2 separate regions of the Mus musculus genome follow, and region 1 is linked to region 2. The links are chromatin contacts, called in public promoter capture Hi-C maps. All regions are on one chromosome and are shown on one strand. The core of a region is the stretch at or near the end of the contact, and the rest is flanking DNA. Distances in the headings are between cores, read along the strand shown.

Region 1 (6,273 bases), core at 1,542-4,041, 200 kb before region 2:
GCCAGCACGCTTGTCCCCAATATTGTCATTGCCATTATGTTACCCTGACTCCTGTGGCTTGGCGCCACTAAGGCCAAGCATGATGCAGGAAGTAAGCCCTCAGGTGAGGACACAGAGCTTCTGCCCGAGGATACCCGTGTGTGCCAGCCTCCGGCGCCACAACAGAGGAAACTGGAGTCCTGGGCGGCCTAGGGACTCTGCTAGTGGCCAGAGAGCCAGCACCCCAGTCACAGGAACAGCCATGAGCAGGGAGATGGCAAGGCAGACCTCAAGGTAACCCCCAAACCACAGCTTTCCTAGTGGCTGCGGCCCCCTTAGAGGTGATGCTGGCTGCTCTGCACAGACCAGGGAGATCCTCTGTCATGGACCATCCCCTTCTCAGCACCTAGTAAGGACCCAGTCCCCCACAGCTACATCATAACAGAGAGAAAAGGCCACGGGTGGACAACTCTCTTCACGTTTGGTAGCAAATTTTAACGCATGAGAGGGGCCTGACATGCTGGAAGAAAGCCTGCATGCCCGTGTGTCTGCAGTGTCCTGTCAGACACGTGCCGTGTTCTCTCTGCCACTGGTGCCAGACGCACCAGCCCCGAGAGGAACGAGCAGGCGCACGGGGCAAGCCCAGGCACCATGGCTCTTGGCATACATCATTCCACGGGAAGTTCGACCCCTCCACCTTCTGCTTCCCTCTCCCGGAGCACACAGCAGCCAAGGGGCAATCCTGGGAGCGGAGACCAGCTCCTCTCCAGACAGCAAACCCGCAGGCCCTGCCCTGCGATCTCTGGAACAGAGAGACACATTGATACCCTGGCAAGCACTGGCCTTCTGTGACCATGGCACAAATGGGCCTACACAAAGAGGGCAAGCTAATGTCCTCACAACGTGCCTCTGAACTCACTTCGCTATACAAGCGCATAGGCACGCACACATTCATGCACACAGTAACATGTGTATGCACATACATTCTGGCCACACCAGCCTCCTGTGGTTGATTGGTAGGGTATCATTAAGGTAAATGGCTATTATTGTAGAAGTCTGAACTTTAAAATTTTTAGACTGAAGTGAGGGTTCTGGGCAACCATGGGGTCTATCACTAAAGTCCAGTATCTCTAGGGCACATGGTTTGCAACAAGCAACAGACAGGATCATTCATTAATCAATGTCCTTGACTGCTGATCAGCAAGAGACACCGTATCACGTGACCAAGCGTAGAGTGTAGGCCAACTGACCCAGAAAGGTATCGTGCCATTCTGCCACCTTCATACACTACACGAAGCTTTTCCATTTCAAAGACAAAAGAACTGGGCCTGCCACTATGTATTTGTAAGCCGAGCTGGGCAGAGGGCAGAGGGCAAAGGGCAGAGGGCAGAGGGCAGAGGGCAAAGGGCAGAGGCAGAAGGATCCCAAGTTTAAGGCCTGCCTGGGCTATAGAGTGAGTTCAAAAATCAGCCAAGGTAAGTTGGTGAGGCCCTGTCTCAAAATAAAAAGGAAAAAGGTCTGGAGATGTACCCTAGTGGGGGACACTTGCCCAGCATGTATGAGCCCCTGGGTTCAATTCCAGCATTGCAAACAAACGCGTAAGGCTTTCAAATGGGCAGCCGACGGGGGCCAGCCTGGGTTGACCTGATTTACCCGGCCAGCCTGCTGAGTCTGGTTTCCCTGCTCTGATTCCCTCAGTAGTAGGCAGGTCATGGTTTCAAAGGTATTTCCTTAACCTGGTTTTCTGCTGATCTGCTACAGAAAGAGCCACACAGCAATGAAGCAACACAGCATACCCAGGGTCAGTCCTCGAGGTCGGCGTGGCGTGCCACACGAGTCAAGAACAAAGCTTCCCAGAGCACAGCCTGGTCTGCTCAACCTGATTCCCACAAGCCACTGGTCACAGGACAGCAATGACCAACACCGGCACAGAAGCCAGGGGTTCACAAGCCTTTCCGTATTTCCACAGATGTCGGAGCTTACTGACAGCCGAGGGACAGTCACGGTTATACTGTGACTGCTCTGCAGATAAAAGCCCGGGGTCAGAGATCATTTTCACCGTGGTCTGAGAGTAACAAGTGACAGAACTACTAACAGAGTCATGGTGTCCGTCCCCACGTCCACGCCGTCCGTCCCCATGTTCATGACACTTCTGCTCAGGGTGAGATGCAGGAGCTGTGAATTCCCAGCTAAATTAGAACTAAATGAAACACTCAGGTGTTCCTCTGCATTCAGAGACAATAAAGTTCTTTGCTCTGGACAAAACTACTCATGGAAAGCAGAGAGGCAGGGATGAGATGCGGAAACTGCCTTGGAAGTGCTGGAGAGACTGCAGGCAGCCAGATGCCCCGAGAGAGAGGGGCCAGCCCTCTGCTGCCCTCCCCTTACCTGCCAGGCAGAATACATCCAACAGAGCAATGGCCTTGTGGAGAGGAGGCCAGGACCCAAGTCAGGACTTGCTGATGACAATGGGACTGAGATTAGGGTGGCAATCCTAGGAGCTGCTTCCTAGAAGAAGAAAGGCCTGGACACTTCAGACTGCTCCCACCCAACAGAAACCCAACCCGTGGTTCAGTTCTGCATGGCACAAGAGTGATCTGCCTACGTTATCTGCAAAGCCTATCTTCCTTGGGGGATGGAAACACCAGGGATAGCCTTTGAGTATCTCTGTCCCTATTCACTACCAGAACAAGGCAATTCTACATGTTCTCTGTCTACAGAAGGATTTCAGGCAGACTTAATACATGCAGGAAGCAGGGTGCATGGAGACAGAGGAATAAACAATAAGAACGAAAGAGGGCAGAAGGCCAGTGGGAATACCCAACAAGAATGTGACAAGGGCCTTGGGGACAGAGGAGGAGCTCACAAGGGTGGCAGAGGAAGTTACCGGCACTCAGACCCTTCAAACCCCAAACAGGCTCAAGTCTCAGAAGGCAATGTCCACACATTCTTACAAATTACTAAAAAGCATAGAGAAGTATCTTAAAGTACAACTATAAGCAAAGACAAACTGCTCCATAAAGAACAAGTCATAGCTATCTTCACCAGGAACGGTGGGAAACACAGTGACTGAGAGCAAAGAAAGATGCAGAAGCAACGGCCAACCAAGAGGTTTGCACTCTCAGCTGGGGCTGGGGGAGTGTCTCAGAAACAAGTGAAACACACCAATAGGATCTAGTGCTCTGAGCTGGTGCCAAGAGGAGCCACTGTGAACGATTACTTCAGGGACACTGAGGGACAAGTGGCCAAGGCTGGATGGGGAGGAACAAGGAATGAGAATGGGAAGAAAGGCTTGGATATGAAGGGTATTTGCTGAAATTACACTGTGTGTGTGTGTGTGCGCGCGCGTGTGTGTTTATAAAGAAAGATAGGGTGGTGAGGTGTGCTGTTCAAAATGTAACATTCTCTCAGCTTGAACTCTGCTAGTTTATCGTAGCTGATATTTTAACTGGTAAGAGAAACACCCAGAGACAGAACAGGAGGAGAAAGTATAGCAAGCAGGACTCGGCACACCTTGAGATACTGGCCTTAAACTCCAGAGTTCACATCAAACACAAGGACTGAATGTCCTCCTACAAGACAAGGCTTGTTAGAGCCGACAGAGGCACCAGAGTGAACCAGAGGCGCCTTCATACATGTTGCGTAGAAGGTCCGAGAATGTGTGCAGGAAGCAAAGCCAGGACGGAGACCTCATGTGACATCCCCACCAGAGAGATGACACCTGCCAACGAAGTATGTCAGGCCAGCAGTATACACATATAAGACGCTGAAGACCAAGGGTCCTCTGGTTCCTCAGCCACTCTAGGACTGCACTGCCCTCGCCCAGGTCTTAAGCCTCACACTGGAAAGTCCTAGGTCTCACGGGCCTCCGCCTGTGCTGGCGGGCGGGCTCCTGTGACAGCTTCCCCACTCTTGGCATTAGCAGTGTTTACTTGACAGAGTAACAGCGGTAGAGTTGGGGCGATGACCAGCACACAGTTCCAGTCCCAGCCCGGCCCTAACAGAACATGGCCAGTGCTGATGACCCAGGGACAGCAAGCACACACAGCATGCCAACATCCAACCAACATATGACATCCTGCTTGAAGCTAGTGACACCCTCAGGAGCGTACTGTCCCCAAGTGTGAGCTCTGTTTACAGCCAGACCTTCTGAAGGGTTTACGTCAGATCTCTCGGCGCACCAGAGCAGAGCAACCATGCTGTGCAAACTGAGCAAAGATGAGATACTCTAGTTTGGAAGCCTGCTGAACAGACCCTCCTTAGATGCTCCTCCTCAGGGGATGGGAAGGTGGGGAGGGGAACTGAGCAGGACACCATAATCTCTGAACCACCTTTTAGTTTGAGATGCAAGCATATTTCAAAGTCCCAATGTTTGAAATTCAAGCTAAAGCGAAACAGAGGAACCCTGAGCCCGACTTGGTGCCGGAAGGCTGACGGGATCTCAGTCCCGTGGGATTTAGTGGAACAAACACAGTGGTGGTGGTTGGCCGGCAGGAAGAAACCCCTGACGGTGTGTTTCCATGAGGGCTTGCTGGTGTCCCAGCAGAAGAAATCTTAAATTACCTTGAGCTCCTGGCAGAGAGGAGACATCGGCCAACCTCCAGCTCTGCTTGGAAGCAGCTGCACACTGTCCACACAGTAGCACTCATAAGTGGCCTCAGAATCTAAGAGACCTGCCTGGCTCATATCCTATCCATTGCTGAGAGATGCCAGGAAGGCTCACAGACCCACAGACACCGTGACCTCTGAGTCACACGGGACCTGCTGGGCCACCTCTGCCCATGGCTGCCTGCGGAGGTCGCCTTCTCTTCTGTCTGCGTTTGTTTACCTCATGTGGACCTTCCAATGACAGAGGGTTGGTGCTTGGTATAGACTCTTTCTGGGATGACAGATGGCCATCTTCCCACCATATCCTCACACGGTCAAGGGGAAGATCTCACTCTTAATGTCTTCCATCTCCCCCTCTTCCCCTACCCGATTCCTCCCCTTCATTCTCTTACTGAGATTCCAGTGGATTAGGGGCCATTCTCACAACTTTATTTAACCTTAACCATGCCTAAGAAAGAAGCTATCTCCAAACAACAACACACTGGAGGCTCGGGACTTCACCATGTCAATTCATCCATAAACACCCATGCTCCCACTGGCTGCTGGTCAGAGGGAATGAAGACTCTGGGGTGGGGTCCTGTGAGCCAAAAGAGCACAGAACAATCGCCATCCTGCCATCCTGCAGGGGACAGAAGTCACAGACGGAAGTGCCAGTCGGATAGGGTCTGGGTGTCTCATCCTGAATCTGCTCTCATTGGTCTGCTTCCAGCTCCACAGACATGGGAGGCTGAGTTCTGTTGTGTGAGGTCTTCAGAGTTAAAGCCAGGCTCTCACACGAAAGGCTCATGGTGTTCCTGCTATAGAAACCTCAGGGAGCTGAAGAGAAAGCCTGATACTTTCCGCTGATGCCCTGTGATGGATTCCCGGGGCCAACACAAGTGGCCAATGCCTGTCAGGATTTAATTTAACCCAATTCAGCCAATGGGGAAACACACACACCCTGCCACGGCTTCAACACAGCAAAGGAGGCCGACCGACACAGACCAGGCAGAAATCAACCCATCCTGGGAGGAAAATTAGTTTGGGTAAACAATCATTCCAGAAATACTGAAAGAAAATCCGTCTGCAGAGTCTGAGGGAATTTCAGAAGCTCACAGGAGAGGCAGCAGCTCAGAGCCCAGCCCCCTGCCGACAAGCCCCAAACCACACCTTTTCCTGCTCAAAGGAGAGCAAGCCATGGTGAAATCTTAGTGGGAAAGCCAGCTAGCACCAGCTGGTGACAAAGCTCACCGGTCACACGGAGCTCAAACTTCAGTCATCTCAGATAGCCAGGTGTCATTTCACCCTGACTGCTGAGCTCTGTCCTGAGGCTGAGAGCCCAGATTAGGTACTTTTTTCACTTCTGTGACTAAAAATAAAAAAAATAACCTGACAACATGAAGAAATTCGGGTGCATTTTGGCTCACAATGCTAAGCGCAGTTTACCATGGCGCAGCACTCCTGCGGCAGAAACGTGAGGCAGCTGGGCACCTTACATCTGCCAGGAGTCGAAGCTCGGCTAGCTTCCAGTTTCTATTCCTCCTGGGACCCCAGCTCACACTTATGCTGCTCCTGTGAGGTGAGACCCGCGGCGGCAATGAACCTAATCTAGAAACTCCCTTACAAATCCAGCAGAGCCGGTCTCTGAGGGGACTATGATCCTGTCAAATAGACGCTCGCTTGCCCTTCTGGCTTTGTCGTCAGCAC
Region 2 (7,295 bases), core at 3,058-5,557:
AAAAACATAAAAACTAGGCCTTTAGGCCCAGGCTTGAGAATGTGACCTTTGTGACTCAATGCTCCAAGGTATGCTAATCATAAAACAGATAGTGACATTCCTCCACCCACCCACTTCCTGGGTTCAGGGAGTGTTCGTTCAAAGAAAGCCACCCTGACAGCTCCTGGAACCCACTATGCAAATGTGGTATTGTTAGGGGCTCATAGAAACTCTTGAGAAATAATCTGCACAATTACCAGGTATTCCTTGTGACTCTTGTGACTTTGCACTTCCTTGTGACTCTTAACTGGTATTTTTGGTATTTTCCAACAACACCCCCCCCCCAGCCCCTTGAGTTGTGGTTTCTTCCTTTAAATACCCCATCTCCCAGCTACTTGGGGCCCATGGTCCTCTAACCCTGTGTGGTGTATGACTGTGGGCCCCAGAGTGCTCTTGGAATAAAAAGTCCTCTTGCAGTTTGCATCAAGACCGTTTCTCGTGAGTGATTTGGGGTGACGCCTCTCCTGAGTCATAACGTGGGAGAGTCCTCACATTGTGGGTCTTTCACCAACAAGTTCTGTTGTAGCAAAAGGAAGTTGATGGGGGGGAGGGGGGCTGGATCAATCAAACCATAGACTCACATGCCACTTTCGTGATAACTCAGAGCATATATGGTAAGACTGTTGTGTTTCCAGAAAGCAGACCAGCACTGGCACGTGCTCTGCAGCATAGGTGAAGAAGATAAAACCCGTTTATTGGGTGGGACCCCAGTGAGGATACTCCCCACCACACTAACCCTGACAGGTATGTCCTGATTTGCAGCTGAAAAAAACATATCTGTGCCCAGTCTCTCATTTGATCTATTTCCCGGTTTCCCTGATAGCTGAGGGAAGCTCATCAGAGACAAGATGCCATCAATGACACTTCTCAGGGAAGCTCAGCAGAGATACGATGCCATCAATGAAGTTTCTCAGGACTCATATGGGGCCAAGAGCAGTGGCAATTTCCCTCACCATGCCAGCACTGAGAACACAGGACCCAAGCCAGCAGCACAGGCCAAAGCCGCACTGATACACTGACCTCTCTGCTGAGTTACAGAAAGAACACTCTACTGAGCCCAGGAACTGGCAACTATGACAACGAGGCCATCTCAGGGTTACAACCCAAAGGTGGCTCTACTTCACTTGTTAGCTGGGACAAAATGGGAGCCAAACCTTCACAAGCAGGAAAGCAAGAAGGTTATAAGGCCAACCACAGGCTGAAGTCGAGGTAAGGCTTCTGCTGAAGGTCTTATAGGTCATCTGAGAGAGTCCAGTCTCAAAGAGCTGCCAGTAAGAGAGGCCCTGGGGTATAAAATCCACTGCCATTGTAAGGTTCCCACTTGTGCTTCTTGATGAGGGAAAAGTTTGGGCTAGGCTGGGGGCACTGGGCATTGGCGAGAGCCCCATGGAGACCACTGAGACAGCATAGCCCACAGAAGGCCTCACACAGGTAATAGTAGCTTCTGCCCAGCCTAAAACCAATACCACCTTTGTTCTGAATCCCTAACGCCAAGGATCACTGTTCAAATACCTATAGAAGCCACTTCATTTCACCATTAAAACCTCCCCTTTCACTCAGCCTCTCTCCCTATCACATGCATGCTCCTACTGCAGTAGTCTGCTGTTCACACAAGTTTTTTGGTTGACAACAGCAAAGGCCCTACATTGGGTCTCCAGGAAAGCTAACCCCATGATGGTCTGAGGAAGTGTTGGCCTGTGAAGCTGCTTGTCTTTGACTCCCTGGCTTCTAGTCTGTTCCGTCTGGGAAGAGCCATGAGCATCTGGCTGAGTACCAGGAATCTCCACCCAGTAGCCTCTTCCACCAGAGTAAACCTCGGAGAACCCAGACCTCTGAGGTAGAAGACCAATGTTCCCCTACCTCAATCCCAGTGAGCACAAGCCAACGGGATACCGTGTCCTGTGCTTGTGTTTCTGTCTGGGGCTGGTTGGCAGTCAGATGGGGCTGAGATAAGCCTGTTGGGCCCCAGAAGACAGAAGAACTTGTGTCCTGGATCTTTGGTGTAACCAGCTGTGGGGACCTGGAACAATAGAAGCAAAAGACACAAAGTGGAGGAGGAAAAGGAGCACGGGGAGAGGCAGAGCTCTCTGGGTGTGGTGCTGTGAGGGGGTTGTCCATCTGATCTTTGTCCCCAGTCCCTGGCACGGAGCCTTTTAGAAGCTTGCAGTTTCCCTGTGATGAGGTTCTCTCAAGTCCCCTTGAGTCCCTGTCAGTGTGGCGACTTACATTGGCCCCTTGAGTCCGCCAGGATGTAGCTGAGCAGGGCTGAAGCCCCCCAAAATGTAGTGAGATTGGAGGGGGTTGAGCTTTATAGAAACTTGGGGGAGATGGCTGATTGCTTACTGGGTGGAGGATCCTGTCATGTGACAGGCTCTAGGGAAAGGTCCTGGACTCAGGACCCACATTAAACCAGGCCTGAGGCAAATGCTCTTTAAGTTCTGTGAGCTGCTGTAGTAGGAAATAGAGAGACAGTTGGCGGTTTTTTTTTTAAAGTAGTGTTTTAATTGTATGTTTCTATGTCCATACCTGTATTGGTGTGTGTGTGTGTGTGTGTGTGTGTGTGTGTGTGTGTGTGTGTGTGTGTGAGTGTGGTGTGTCTGTGTGTTGTTGCATTTTTTCCTTCAATTGCTTCTTTATCTAATTTCAAATTTTTGTTTGCTTGGTTTTTTTTTTTTTGTTTTTGTTTGTTTGTTTGGTTGGTTGGTTGGTTGGGTTTTTTGAGACAGGGATTCCCTGCTGAATCCAGGGGTCAACCATTTTGGCTAGACCCCATCCTTGGGGTCTTCTTGTCTCCACCCCAAGCCTTAGTGATGAGGTTACAGACACATGCTGCCTTGCCCAGCTTTTAAAATGGTTCTGGTTGTCCAGAGTCAGGTCTTCATGCTCCTTCAGCAGGCATTTTGCCCACCGAGCCATCTCTCCAATCCTGCTGCAAGATTTGCATACAGCGGGCCAGCAGTGTGGAGGACTGGGAGTTGGCGTCCGAAATGGACAGTCTGTGGGACTGAGCCCTTGAGCCCATGACAATGAGGTCCATGCCAACTGAAGTGGAATGGGAAAAGTTAGACAGCAGCCAAGTGGTTTACGGGTGACGGTTCACCTTGTTGCCACCACGATGCTGGCTGCTATCACTAAGAAGCCCAGCATTAAGGGAAGAGTCCAGGGACACATGTTAGTGGGATGTGGAGGGATCCATTAGGGCCACTTTGATAGTGCAATGGGTCTTCCTGGGACAGAGAGCAGGGGAGGCTCAACTGAGCACAGTGGGGCAAGCTCATATTTACACCCAGAGTCCTGGAAGCTGAGGATGGAAAACCATGGAGAGAAAATGCAGAGCCATGTTGGGGTCCAGCTAAACTGACCAGCTGGAGAAACTGGAGAAAACGTCTCCCCTAGATTGCTTGTAGGGACTTCTGTAGCACATTTTCTTGATTAATGGTTGGTGTGGGAGGGCCCAGCTCAACGGGGGGGGGGGGGGGGGGGTGCCAAACCTGAGCAGGTGACCTGCAGTTGGATAAGAAAAGCAGGCTGAGCGAACTATGAGGAGCAAGTCAAGCAACTCATCCTCTGCTTCAACTCCTGCCTTGAGCTCCTGCCCTGACTTCCCTTTAGGGTGAACTGCGACTGCGAGATGGAATAAACCCTCATCACAGCTTTAGAAACCTAAGATAAGCGCAGAGTATAAATCACACAATGGCAGGAGTGGGTTTGAGCTCTTCCCACAGGCAGGTCTTGTGCTAAGATCACCAGATTGATACTGAACGTTCTGTCTATACACAAGGAAACCAGGCAGGGAGGGAAGAGACAGATGCCCTGCCCCAGGTCATACCTTAATCACTCCAAAGAAGGCCCAGTCCAGGATCACCTATCTTCCACACACCGACACCATCAAATCTTTGACCATAGTTCAATGCCAGGCTTAGCCTTCATAAGAAAGCTAGCATGCTCATGGCTGAGTGGGATCCATGAGACAGGGACATCCCTCCCCAGGAAGAGCAAGCCTCCTCCTAGGGACCCAGAAAGCAGGGCCAATTGCTCCTTTTGCCTGCCTCCTTTGTGTTTCACAGGCCAAGGACTGTGAAAACGGAAATCACTGAGGTAGCCATGTTGGGAACTTTCAACATGGAGTTAGAACCACCAAGGATGGGACTCTGGCACGTTTCCAGCTGGTTGTAAGCTTTGGCTGCGTTCACCCCTGACCACAGGCATCAGGAAGGCCCCGAGAGTGGACGTTTCTAATCTTACTCAGAGGCTCCAGGTTGGATCAAAGGTTGTCAGACTGGTTTTAAGAACTTGCCCTTTCTGTTCAAACATCCTCCTCTCTAACTCCTCTCTCCAGAGGCCGCTTCCTTCTGACTGCTCAATACGTGCTCTGTCTCCTGCTTCCTCGGCATCCCAGTGGAGCTTGTCGAACCTGTGTTCGTCAACCACAATTTCCAAAACCTCGAACGGAGTTCTTTTACTTGGATAGTTTCCTACATTTGGTTTTACGTGTGTGTGTGTGGGGGGGGGGGTGTCAGGCTGTCTATGTCCCTCACACAAAGGGGGTAGCAGAGAAGTAGTTGATTAGATTTAAACTTTTAGTTGGTATGTATCACTAACATATGATTGTATTTTCATAGTTGGTGCTAAGTAGTTGGATCCCACTCACCCCACCCTCGCTTCCCTCTCTCCTCTCCTGCGAGTCCTCTTCTTTCATATCGTTAATTTCTCAAGCTCCTGGAAACAAAGTTCACCCTGGCCATCTTTTAAAAGGTTTGTTTCTGTTGAGGTGCCAGATAGCAAAGCCCTCCTACAACAAAGGAGTTATGATTCATCAGCAGACTAAGTACAAACTTGCAAAGCAAGATGGCGGGATGAGCTGGGCCCAAAGTAAGGTTATGAGGCATGGGAATGGGCTTATTATTTTTATTATATTTGCTTACTTTTAAAGATTTGTTTCATTTTTTTTTATTGTTGAGTGGGGGGCAGCATATGAGTCATCTCATGTTTCCACCAGGGACAAGAAAGTTCAACACCGAGTAACATTTTAGAAGAACAGGGGGACAAAAACCTCGATGGTGCCTTTTGCTTCTGTCGCATTTGCAATCTTATTCTTGCCCCATTTAGATACTCTCCTCTGTGTCCTACGTGGGCACCAAACATCCTTGTTAACCTCCATCCCTCACCTCCCTCTGGCTGAGTACCGCAGGTTTCCACCCTCTCACGAATGTAACATGGAGCATGACTGGCCCTGAGCGCAAGTCTGCTATGACTCATCTTCCATCAACACACTGCTCCTTCATCCCCAAGGTAATAATTGCAAATTGCTTTGCTTATTTGCTTTTAAGGTTTCCTGTATCCTAATGTTTGTCTCTTGTCTCCCCAAGCGACTCAAATCAATAGCGTTATTATGTGTTCAAACACGGCACCTCTGTCCTTCCTTCCTCTTTTCCTTTTTGTGTTTGTGTGTGTGTGAGAGAGAGAGAGAGAGAGAGTCTGTGTGTGAGAGAGAAAGTGTGTGTATGTGTGTGGGGGGGGGGTGAGGAGGGGATGGGTCTCACTTATATAGGCCAGGCTAGCCTCAAACTAATAAAAGCCCACTTTCCTCTGCCTCCCATGCACTAGTATCGGCATGAACCACCATGTCCAACCTTCTTTTTATTTTTACCGACTCTTCCTTCCTGTCCTCAACCCCGAGCCAGGCTACAACTTTATCCCACTACTAGTCTCCCCTTAAACCCAATCACTTGTTGCAAATGTACAGTGTACAGTCCTTAGTCCCCCCCTTCTTCTTTCCCTCCTCCCCCTCCCCCTCTTTCTCTTCCCCCCTCCTCCTCATCTTCCTTCTCCTCCTGCCTGTGTCCTTTACTGAGGCAAGTTTGTTGATGGTACACTCAGAGGAGGTTAAAGAAAAAAAAAATCTGAGTCTCTGATTTTCTAAAATGTCTTTCTCCTGTCCTTCCTCTTGATTAACAGTTTGCCTGAGGGTAGAAATCTGGATGAAAGTCATGGTCCCTCTGAATATTGGAGGTATTGTGTCATTATCTTCTATCTTTTGGTCTTTTAAGAATTCCAGTGCTGTTCTGTTTTAAATTTTATTATATCACACACACACACACACTTTAGAAGTTATCTCTCAACTCCTAGGGATCTGAAATAGACATGTGACTTGTATTTTTAATTCCTTATTTTGGCCAGCCTGCTTGCTTGCCTGTACTCTCTCTCTCTCTCTCTCTCTCTCTCTATATATATATATATATATATATATATATATATTTGGTTTTGGCTTTTCAAAACAGAATTTCTCTGTATAACAGCTCTGGCTGTCCCAGAACTCACCCTGTAGACCAGGCTGGCCTTGAACTCACAGAGATCTACCTGCCTCTGCCTCTGCCTCCGGAGTACTGGATATTTTTTTAATTAAATGTGTACCCTACCATACCTGGCATATCCTGCCTGCTCTCCACCCCAGCATTTGCACTCTTCAAATCTGGGAAGTTTCTTGGACACAGTGGGCTATGCTGATTTCTTCTCCTACTTCTCTGCACCCTCTCCAGTCCCTCGCCCTCCAATTCCCTCGGTGCTCCGACCTTCTCCCATCTTTCGTAATCTCATCAGAATATCTCTAATCTCTCTCTCCACCACATATTTCTGTGGGACATTCCCTGTAGGACCCCTTCCTGCTGATGAAGATCTAAGTCCACATTCTACATCTTGTGTGACAACTTTAGTTGCTAAGCAGTCTCTCACATTCCTGGAAGCTATTATTAGGATGTTTTGTTTTCCGTTTTCTCGTGCCTGCATTATCTGCTTCCTCCGGACTCCTTTTTCTTATTTATTTTCACTTATCTATGTCTTTGATATTGAAGACTTCCTTTGAATACGTGTTCATATTGAATATTTAAACAACAGAGTTGACTGTGAGCTGCGTGCACGGAGAGCCAGCGGGTTGAGTGGGACCTGCAGGGTGCACGGACAGATGGACAGATGTGTCTGGGTAGCGTGCAAGTGGGAGGGGCTGATGCTGCTGGAGAGGGAGCAAACTTGCTTCCATTTTCCTCCTGAGACACAGATGCAGAGCTGGGGGGCTGCAAGCCCTGCTCTCGGCCTAAGGAAAGAGCCAAACGAGGTTCCCACATCCCTCCATCCCAGACAGCACACTGTCCCGTCCCGTCTTCTCTCCACAGTCAGCCTTCTCTCTCATCTCCGGGGAAGGCCGACTGTATTATTTTTGCATTGCTGTGACCAAAGTATCTGGCAGAAATAACATAAGA

Evidence for each region. Promoter capture Hi-C pulls out the DNA fragments that hold promoters and counts their contacts.
Region 1: a contact with region 2 is called in a promoter capture Hi-C map of the C10 cell line. The contact joins two enhancer-like sites. A contact is called at or near these places in 5 of 39 promoter capture datasets (the C10 cell line, the HPC-7 cell line, cranial neural crest and 2 more), 1 of 15 datasets of contacts at CTCF or cohesin (the NIH/3T3 cell line), 1 of 484 Hi-C or Micro-C datasets (bone marrow-derived macrophages), 3 of 115 datasets of contacts at active chromatin or transcription factors (cardiomyocytes, embryonic basal ganglia and large pre-B cells) and 1 of 9 other capture datasets (pancreatic islet).

Annotation. Positions count from the first base shown.
Region 1 is chr8:124,306,234-124,312,506 of GRCm38.p6, reverse strand. The region is part of intron 3 of Galnt2 (polypeptide N-acetylgalactosaminyltransferase 2); the gene reads right to left. Among named protein-coding and RNA genes, the nearest start is that of Galnt2, 78 kb to the right of the region's middle. Within about 2 kb of position 2,791, at least 6 of the 459 cell types and tissues checked have an H3K27ac peak or open chromatin away from gene starts, as enhancers often do.
Region 2 is chr8:124,110,288-124,117,582 of GRCm38.p6, reverse strand. No RefSeq gene overlaps it. Among named protein-coding and RNA genes, the nearest start is that of Gm30005, 25 kb to the right of the region's middle. Within about 2 kb of position 4,307, at least 11 of the 459 cell types and tissues checked have an H3K27ac peak or open chromatin away from gene starts, as enhancers often do.